Linked DNA regions of Pelodiscus sinensis: region 2 is linked to region 1. The links are chromatin contacts, called in public Hi-C maps. All regions are on one chromosome and are shown on one strand. Each heading gives the region's core, a stretch centred on a gene start, on an enhancer-like site or on the middle of the called end of the contact. The rest is flanking DNA. Distances are from core to core; before and after follow the strand shown. Region 1 holds the start of SPDYA (speedy/RINGO cell cycle regulator family member A). Region 2 holds the start of PLB1 (phospholipase B1).

Region 1 (4,091 bases), core at 839-3,338:
CTGTAGCGTGAGGAAAACACAGTTTAAGGATGTGTGGGAACTGAGACTTTGTAGACCTCTTTGTATGTGCGGGAATTGAAATTTGTATAAAGAGGGGCTGGAAAAGGAGCCCACAAACAAGACAGTCCCTAGAAGATAGAAAACATACAGGGGAAAAAAAAAAAAGAGCTTCTAGGACAGCAGTTTTCAATCTTTTTTCTTTTGCTGACCCCTAAACAATTTCAAATGGAGGGGTAGATCCCTTTGTAAAGTCTGCAGAACCCGAGGGGTCCATAGGCTAAAGATGGAAAACCACCAATCTAGAAGAATGGAGGGGACAAGAGATGTGCGGAAAAGATCAAAGGTTGGGTGGTGCAGAAATTTGACACGTGTTTGGAGCCAAGTAGAAGGAAAGATTGTTGTTGTGTAGAGGCCTCCCAATCACACCAGTAGCCTCACGGCAGACTTACGTGGACCCTCAGTTTCTTCTCTTGGTTCCTTAAATAAACACCCACCTATTTTGTCTATTCACAACATTGCTTTTTGGGATTTGGGATTATTCATAAAAAGTAAATTTAAAATAAAACTCAAAGTGTATCCGTTTATACTCTTGGGCACTCCCAGGTCTTTTCTGCTTATAGTCTCATTTTTCCAGTCTCCCTGAGCAACACTCATACACACATACATCCTCTTCACTGCAACTTCCTGATGATCTTATATGGGAATCACCTGATTCCTGCTCGGATATGCCAACTTGGAAATCATGGATGCCTGAACCCAGATCTCTAGCCTTTTAAGGGGCAAGCCACCTTATCAGAAGGATGAAGGAAATATTTAGAAAAAATAGGGTCTAAATAGGGTGACCAAACATCCCGTTTTTAAAGGGAAAGTCCTTATTTAAATCCTCCTGTAGATGTCCCGACTTTCTTTTAAAAGGACAAATAGTCCTGTATTTTCTGTCCTCCTCCCTCTCCCACGTCAGTAATGGTGGGTCCTGATGCTGGCTGGATTCCTGCTCTCTAGTTACTCACTCTCCAGTGGTGAGTCCAGTGGCTGACAATAATGATGGGCGTGCAAGGCTGGTGGAATGACAGGAGGTAATAGATGGAGGCTGGCTAGTTCCCTTGCCAGTCTATCAGTGCAGCCCTTCTGTGTGCTGGCTGTTGGTCACCAGGGCTCCTACTCTTCATCATGTTTCTGGCGGCATGGCTGTGCACTATGTTGGCTTGTGAGTGTGGGCAGGTGCCAGATGGTTATGTGCCCCCTCTGCTGCCCACCCATGTGTTCCCCCCTCTCCCTACTTCACCCTTCCTCCTCATCTCTATCCCTGATGCTCCTCCATATCCCCAGGCAGCAGGGCTGGAATAAGAAAGGGGTTTAAGGGCTGCAGCCCAGATTCAGGGCCACCAAAAGTGCAGATTTTTTCTTGCAGGGCCCCTTTAGTTAGCAGCCCTGGCCTCTAGGCACTAAAGCCCCTGTGTTTTGGTCCTGCCTGGCAGGAGGGAAGGAGGATACAGCTCCACAAAGTGCCATTGCCTCTTCTCCCCCACGCTTGGCTAGAGCTCCACACACCAGGAAGCTTTGGCTGCACACTTCCCTCACCTGGAGTCTCTGTCCTTGCAGCTCCCATTGGCAGAGAGTCTTGGCCACAGGGAGCTGCATGGGGCGGGGCCTACAGGCAAGCGCAGGGCACTGAGCACAGCCTCCCTGCACCCTCTCCTCCCTTCACCAGTAAAAGGGAGCTACCCACAGGAAGTGTCCCACGTCCCAACCCTCTGCTCCAGCCCTGAGCTCCTCCTGCACCCTAACTCTCACCCAGACTTCATATCCCACCCCAACCTCCTGCACCATAAATCCATCCCAGACCCTGTGCCTCAAACTCCTACCCTGAGCTCTCTCCTGCACTTGCTACTCCTTAGCCCCAGTCTGGAGCTCCTTTCTGCAATCCAAATGTCTCATCTTCAGCCTCACCCCAGAGCTCGCACCCCCCAGGTTGATCCCTCACCCTCCTGCACCCAACACCCTACCTCAACCCACTGTCCCCTCCCACAGTATGAACCCCTCACTTCTGGTCCCAAACCAGAGCCTAAGGGGCCCCACAAAATCTACTATCTCTGGGCCCCCAGAAGAGTTATCCCACTTCCAGTGCTGAGTGGAGAACTAGCCCCGGGTCAGAGTGCTCAGCTCATCAACAGCCTGGTCAGCAGGCTCCTTCCTTTCCACACTACCTCTGGCTGTGACAGCACTCAGGAAAAACCCAAGATCATCTGGCCTGGGATGCTGGCCATTGATAGTTGTGAAGAAACTGGAGAAGCAGCAAGTCTCTCCTCCTTATATCATTGGTCCAGAGCTGAAAGGTGTGTACAGTGCATGCATGGACTCCAAGACACTTAAGTGTTTAGTTTGCATGGCTTCAGGGAAAAGCTTGAAACACAAACCTAGAAAGAAAAGAATTCTGAATTTATTTTTATAATCTCACTATTTTAAAGCCAATCTAATAATTTTGAGGTCATCTGATTCGCATCTTTTGAACATTTGGGATTGACAATATTTGCATCAGAGGTGGCCCAGTGGGACTAGAATGGCCAGCCATTAATGGTGTGTCTAGCCTGAGGAAATGTATTTTTTTCTGTAGTGGTGCAAGTTCCATCAATCCTAAAATACACTGTAATACAGACAGGGCAAAGGCTGTTTTAAGCACTGCCCCTTCAAGGAGAAATATAATAGATAGGAGAGGACAGGGTGAAATGCAGAACAAAGAAAGACATCTTTAAAAAAAAAACAAGTGTTAAAATACAGAAACAATATACTAACTTTAGTTCCATGCAAGCACTTAAAAAATATTGATTGCAATGGGAGGGAAGAAGGTCCATTAGACTCTATTGAGTTTGTGGTCCATACTATGCAAGAGTTTGAGAATCCCTGAACTAGTGAGATTCAGCTTTATTAATTTTTTTCTTCTCACAGATTAAATCTCACAAGAAATACTGAGCAATATAATCCTGGTTTAAATTCTTGTCCTGTCTGTTTTATAGAACTAAAGATTTATTGGAGGAAGAAAATAAATATTCTACATACCACTAAAGGCAGGGGAGTGGTGTCAGGCATGTCTTCAGGGAATAATTTCTTATGGTAAAGAACTTTTCCCATTTCTCTGTACATCTTTTATTAATACTTCAATAGATATTTTTGGTGAAGTAGCTGCAAAAGAAGTGCAGAGAAAAACAAATACCATTGTACATAGTTTTCATTAAGCTGATGAAGACCTTTGATAGGGTCAACAGATAGGGCCTTTATTTCGAAAAAACTGGCTCACACCCAAATAATTTGAAATCCTTTTTTCATTATATTTATGTATGAGGACATAGAATCAAATGCCTTTGATATTAACAGGAAGAAATAGGGGTGTTTTAGTCCCTGTGCTTCTTAACATTTACTTTTCATTATTGTTTTTTCACACATTTAAGGACAACAGTGATGGTATTTATCTTCAAGCCAGACTAGGTGGAAGCTTGCTTAACATCACAAGGATTAGAACGAAAGAAAGGTGAAAGAGCAGTTTGAGAGATTTTCTATGTGTGGATGCTGTTGTCAGGGTTGTCCACAGTGAATCGTCCCTGCAAAATCTCTTGTGCCTATTTTCTGCATCATGCAAGATCTTCAAGTTGACAATTAGTTTCAAGAAGATTGCAATCCTGTATCAAGGGGTGGAAGAACCAATGCCCGACATCCATCTGCAGAGTAAATCTCTTGGCATTATTGATAGCTTTGTGCACTTTGGGTTGTACAATCAGCAGGAATTGTCTCCTTCAGACTGAATTGACTAACAAAGAATTGGAGAAGCAGCTAAAAATTTTGTGCTGTTACAGAAACATGTATGGAATAACAGCAAACTATTTTCTAAGGTGACAATGCTAATTTGAGACTTTTGGCTCGTTCCTGTTTTATGATTCAGAAATGTGGGCCACATATACCAGCTACATCAAGAGATTGAGCAGGAGATGTTGGTACAAGATCCTGAAAATAGAGCGGGAAGACAAAATACCAAACACAGAGGAATTAAAGCACATGGGACTGACACACTTAGAAACCACTATCAAGAAGAGGAGGTT
Region 2 (3,668 bases), core at 1,108-3,607, 250 kb after region 1:
TTCCCCATTCATTTGCCTAATGGCTTTGTTTAGCTTACATGTAAATGAGCTTTTCATTGTTCTAGGTTTCTCTATGAATTTACAATAGAGACACAGTGCAGCCCGTGAAGCAACTTTGCCTAGGACAGGCTGTGCTTAGACACTATCTGCCAGACATACCCGAGGAACATAATTCCAGAAAATGCCTCTAATTCTGTGTACACTGCCCTGTACACACACCGAACAATAATGTGGATGACGAGTGTGTTACCAATTTGCATGTGACACCTTACATGACATCTTTTACATACAGAATATGACCACATTGATTTGGAGAAATAAGCATGTTATATCTAATGAGAGTTATGACATAGGGTGCCCTCTGCCAATTGGTGGTATATCTCCTGTGACCCCAGAGCCCTTCAACATACAGCCTTGGGCGGGGGGGATGGACCTTTTCTGACACTACCTACACTGTACTCTTTGGGAAATAACAAAAGCCTTTGACTGGGGAAAATAGTACATGTATTATACAAATAAGAGCCTCAAAATAATGCACACCAGAACTTAAACCTGCAGAGACTTCTCTTTCTCTCTCTCTCTCTCTCTCTCTCACACACGTCTCCAAGATGCTTCAGTGTTGAATACCAGTAACAGAAGCAGAGTAAAATTAATGGAAGTCACATGAGGGGAGAAAAGAGGCTTTTCAATCACTCAGTTACATTATGAGACTATATAGATATGTTTTTAGAAATTATATAAAACCTCACACAATAAGCATCCCCTAATAATGGGTAGGGAGAAAAAAATCCCTTCAAAAATCTGGGCCCTTGTAGAATTTTCAAAAGTGCCGAGTCACCTATCTGCATCATTAGGTGACTCAATCTATTTTTAAAAGCTGGCCCCTAGTCTCGCAGGCTAGTATTTCTAAAGTACCTTAGGCACTCAGGGACCTAAGTCTTACTGATTGTCAAAGGCACTTAGGCTCCTAAGTCACTGAAATGCTTTTAAAAAAAATGTTATCCTCTGTACTGTGGTTCCCCAGCTGTAGAGCAGGGTTGAGAAAATAACTCCATTAAACATTAAGGTCATGGGGTCATATCTCAGAGAGATAAATTGCATACTTACCCGTTTCAGTGCCTTTTTCCTCTCTTGTAAGAACCTTTACCTCTACCATGTAGCTTACTGCTCCCACTGTCTTGCTGACAGCACTCCTCCCCTCACTTTTGGGGGCTTACATGGAATGCACATCTTGCATGCAGATGTTAGGTTTTGCTACACTATTATGCTTTGTATGACAGTAGTCCCTAGAGGCCCCTCTCTGGAGGATGCTATATAAATTAATAAAATAAATAATAGAAGATATTGTCTCTAGGGACATAGCCATTGCATTGCCAACTAAATGAACAAATTAACTATTTTAAATTGTACTGTACATTCTTAAATAGGCCAAACTGCAATTTCAGCGTGTGTAGCACCACATTCATAAATGAAAAGCTTGGATCTCACTAAAATGCTCTCATCCTTTTTATTAACGGTTAAGCCATGGTAAGCCTTTATGGCTAATATTCCACACCGATATGATACATCCTAAGATTAATTGGAATTTTTCCATCCTGCTGTTAAGTACAACACATCATTAGTTGGGGTTAAACCAAGGATCTTCACCATCTTACGCACAAGCCCTTGTCCTGTGACCTAAAGAAGCTTCTTTTAGCTGAGCGTAGAACTGCTGAGAAATTTTTCATGGAAAGTATTTTTTCAATAAAAAAAAATGGCTGGTCTGTCATAACTGAAACATTCCTGAAAATATGGTCTATTTCATAGAAAATTCCCTGAGTAAAATATTTTGAAACAAAAGGCTGTTTATAACTAATACTGACATGTCATATTATGACAGATTAAACTATTATTTTTATTTATTTCATTTGTAAAATCATTAAAAGCACTTGCTACTTGGTACCGATTGACATATACCCCCCCCCCCCGCCCACACACACAGAGCTGTCTCCTGTTTGTATTGTAACAAAGTGATCTGATACCCCCCAAAAATCAAACAATATAAGTGCTAAAATAAAACTAGAATATTTTAACTATTTCATCATATTATACCCTATTACTAATGGAGCTAATAAACTATTGTAAATATGTAATAAGGAAAAAGACATCATAGAAATTCAAAACAAATTTTTTAAATTTCAGAACAAAAATAGTCCAAACCCCAACACTTTTCAAACATACCACATTCCACAGGAAGTTTCAAACAATATCTGTTTTCATTCTAATTTGGAAAGCAAAAAACCGTGAAACATTGGCACTCTCTGTCCCTTCCAAATGGGAATTCCACGTTTCAACCAGCTCTAGCTGTGAGACCAAGAGTGACAGCCTGTTGGGATCCTTGCTGGGCCCTCCCATTAGGATGCAACAGAAGTAGGCCAGTGTATTGTATCAACACAACATGGGAGTTATTGCAAAAGTAGAGAGTAAGCTTGTCTTGCACCTGTTTTGCAGACACAACTGGTCTGGGTGTGTGCCTTGGCTGTTCAAAGCCTACAGTCTTCTCCTGATTGGAGATTTTATACCTTTTTGTTAAGAAAATCTCTCCCTTTATTACACTGGACTACAATTTTTTAGAAGTTGTCTGCTTCAGAGATAAAATGTGCTATTTATTATGTATTTTGATGTGCTGAATTCAAATATGACAATTAAAACAACTGATTGGCTACTGTTTCCAAGATATTTAAGTTTTTACATTTTACATCTATGTATATTGTGTAGATAGTAGAGTTTTAATCATAAATTGTAAACCTAGGTCTTTTCATGTGTTTATGGTTGCTTTACATGATAGTATTTTACCTGTCCTGTTCATGTAACACTTTAAAAATCAGCAAAAGGGTTATATAAATAAAATTTATTATGAAACAAAAGGCAAAAAACTATTATGTACATAGTTTAGTCCTATTCAGTGTCTACTCGGTGCTTCTTGGCTTGTCTCGTGTATTCATTAAGTGGAGCATCTCTTGTCACTGTCCAGCAATAGTCTGCAAGCATTAATAGGCCCCATTTGCCTCAATAGCGTTTCTCCATTGTTGCAATGTCCTGGTGAAATCGCTCGCCGTGCTCCTAGCTCACTGCTCCACAGTTCGGTGGAAAAAAAATCTAGATGAGAGTGCAAAAAATATATCTTTAGTGACATGTTGCAACCAAGGCTTTTGTATGCCTTGAGGAGGTTTTCCACCAACAACCTGTAGATGTCTGTCTTCTTGTTTCCGAGAAAATTTATTGCCACTAACTGGAAGGCTTTCCATGCCGTCTTTTCCTTGCCACGCAGTGCATGGTCAAATGCATCATCTCGAAGAAGTTCACGAATCTGAGGACCAACAAAGACACCGTCCTTTATCTTAGCTTCACTTAACCTTGGAAATTTTCCACTGAGGTACTTGAAAGCTGCTTGTGTTTTGTCCATGGCCTTGACAAAGTTCTTCATCAGACCCAGCTTGATGTGTAAGGGTGGTAAAATCTTCCTTGATTCAACAAGTGGTGGATGCTGAACACTTTTCCTCCCAGGCTCCAATGACTGTCAGAGTGGCCAATCTATCTTGATGTAGTGGGAATCTCTTGCACAACTATCCCATTTGCAGAGAAAACAGCAGTACTTTGTGTATCCAGTCTGCAGACCAAGCAAGAGA

Evidence for each region. A called contact is a pair of places that touch in the nucleus more often than the background predicts.
Region 2: a contact with region 1 is called in a Hi-C map of liver, with 5 times the contacts expected there. The contact joins the promoter of PLB1 here to the promoter of SPDYA in region 1. A contact is called at or near these places in 3 of 5 Hi-C or Micro-C datasets (blood, liver and an unstated tissue).

Annotation. Positions count from the first base shown.
Region 1 is chr3:160,674,817-160,678,907 of ASM4963464v1, forward strand. SPDYA (speedy/RINGO cell cycle regulator family member A) reads right to left here and starts at 2,089. Exons shown (of 7, transcript XM_006115611.4): 1 at 1-2,089.
Region 2 is chr3:160,927,341-160,931,008 of ASM4963464v1, forward strand. PLB1 (phospholipase B1) reads right to left here and starts at 2,358. Exons shown (of 58, transcript XM_075925371.1): 1 at 2,221-2,358.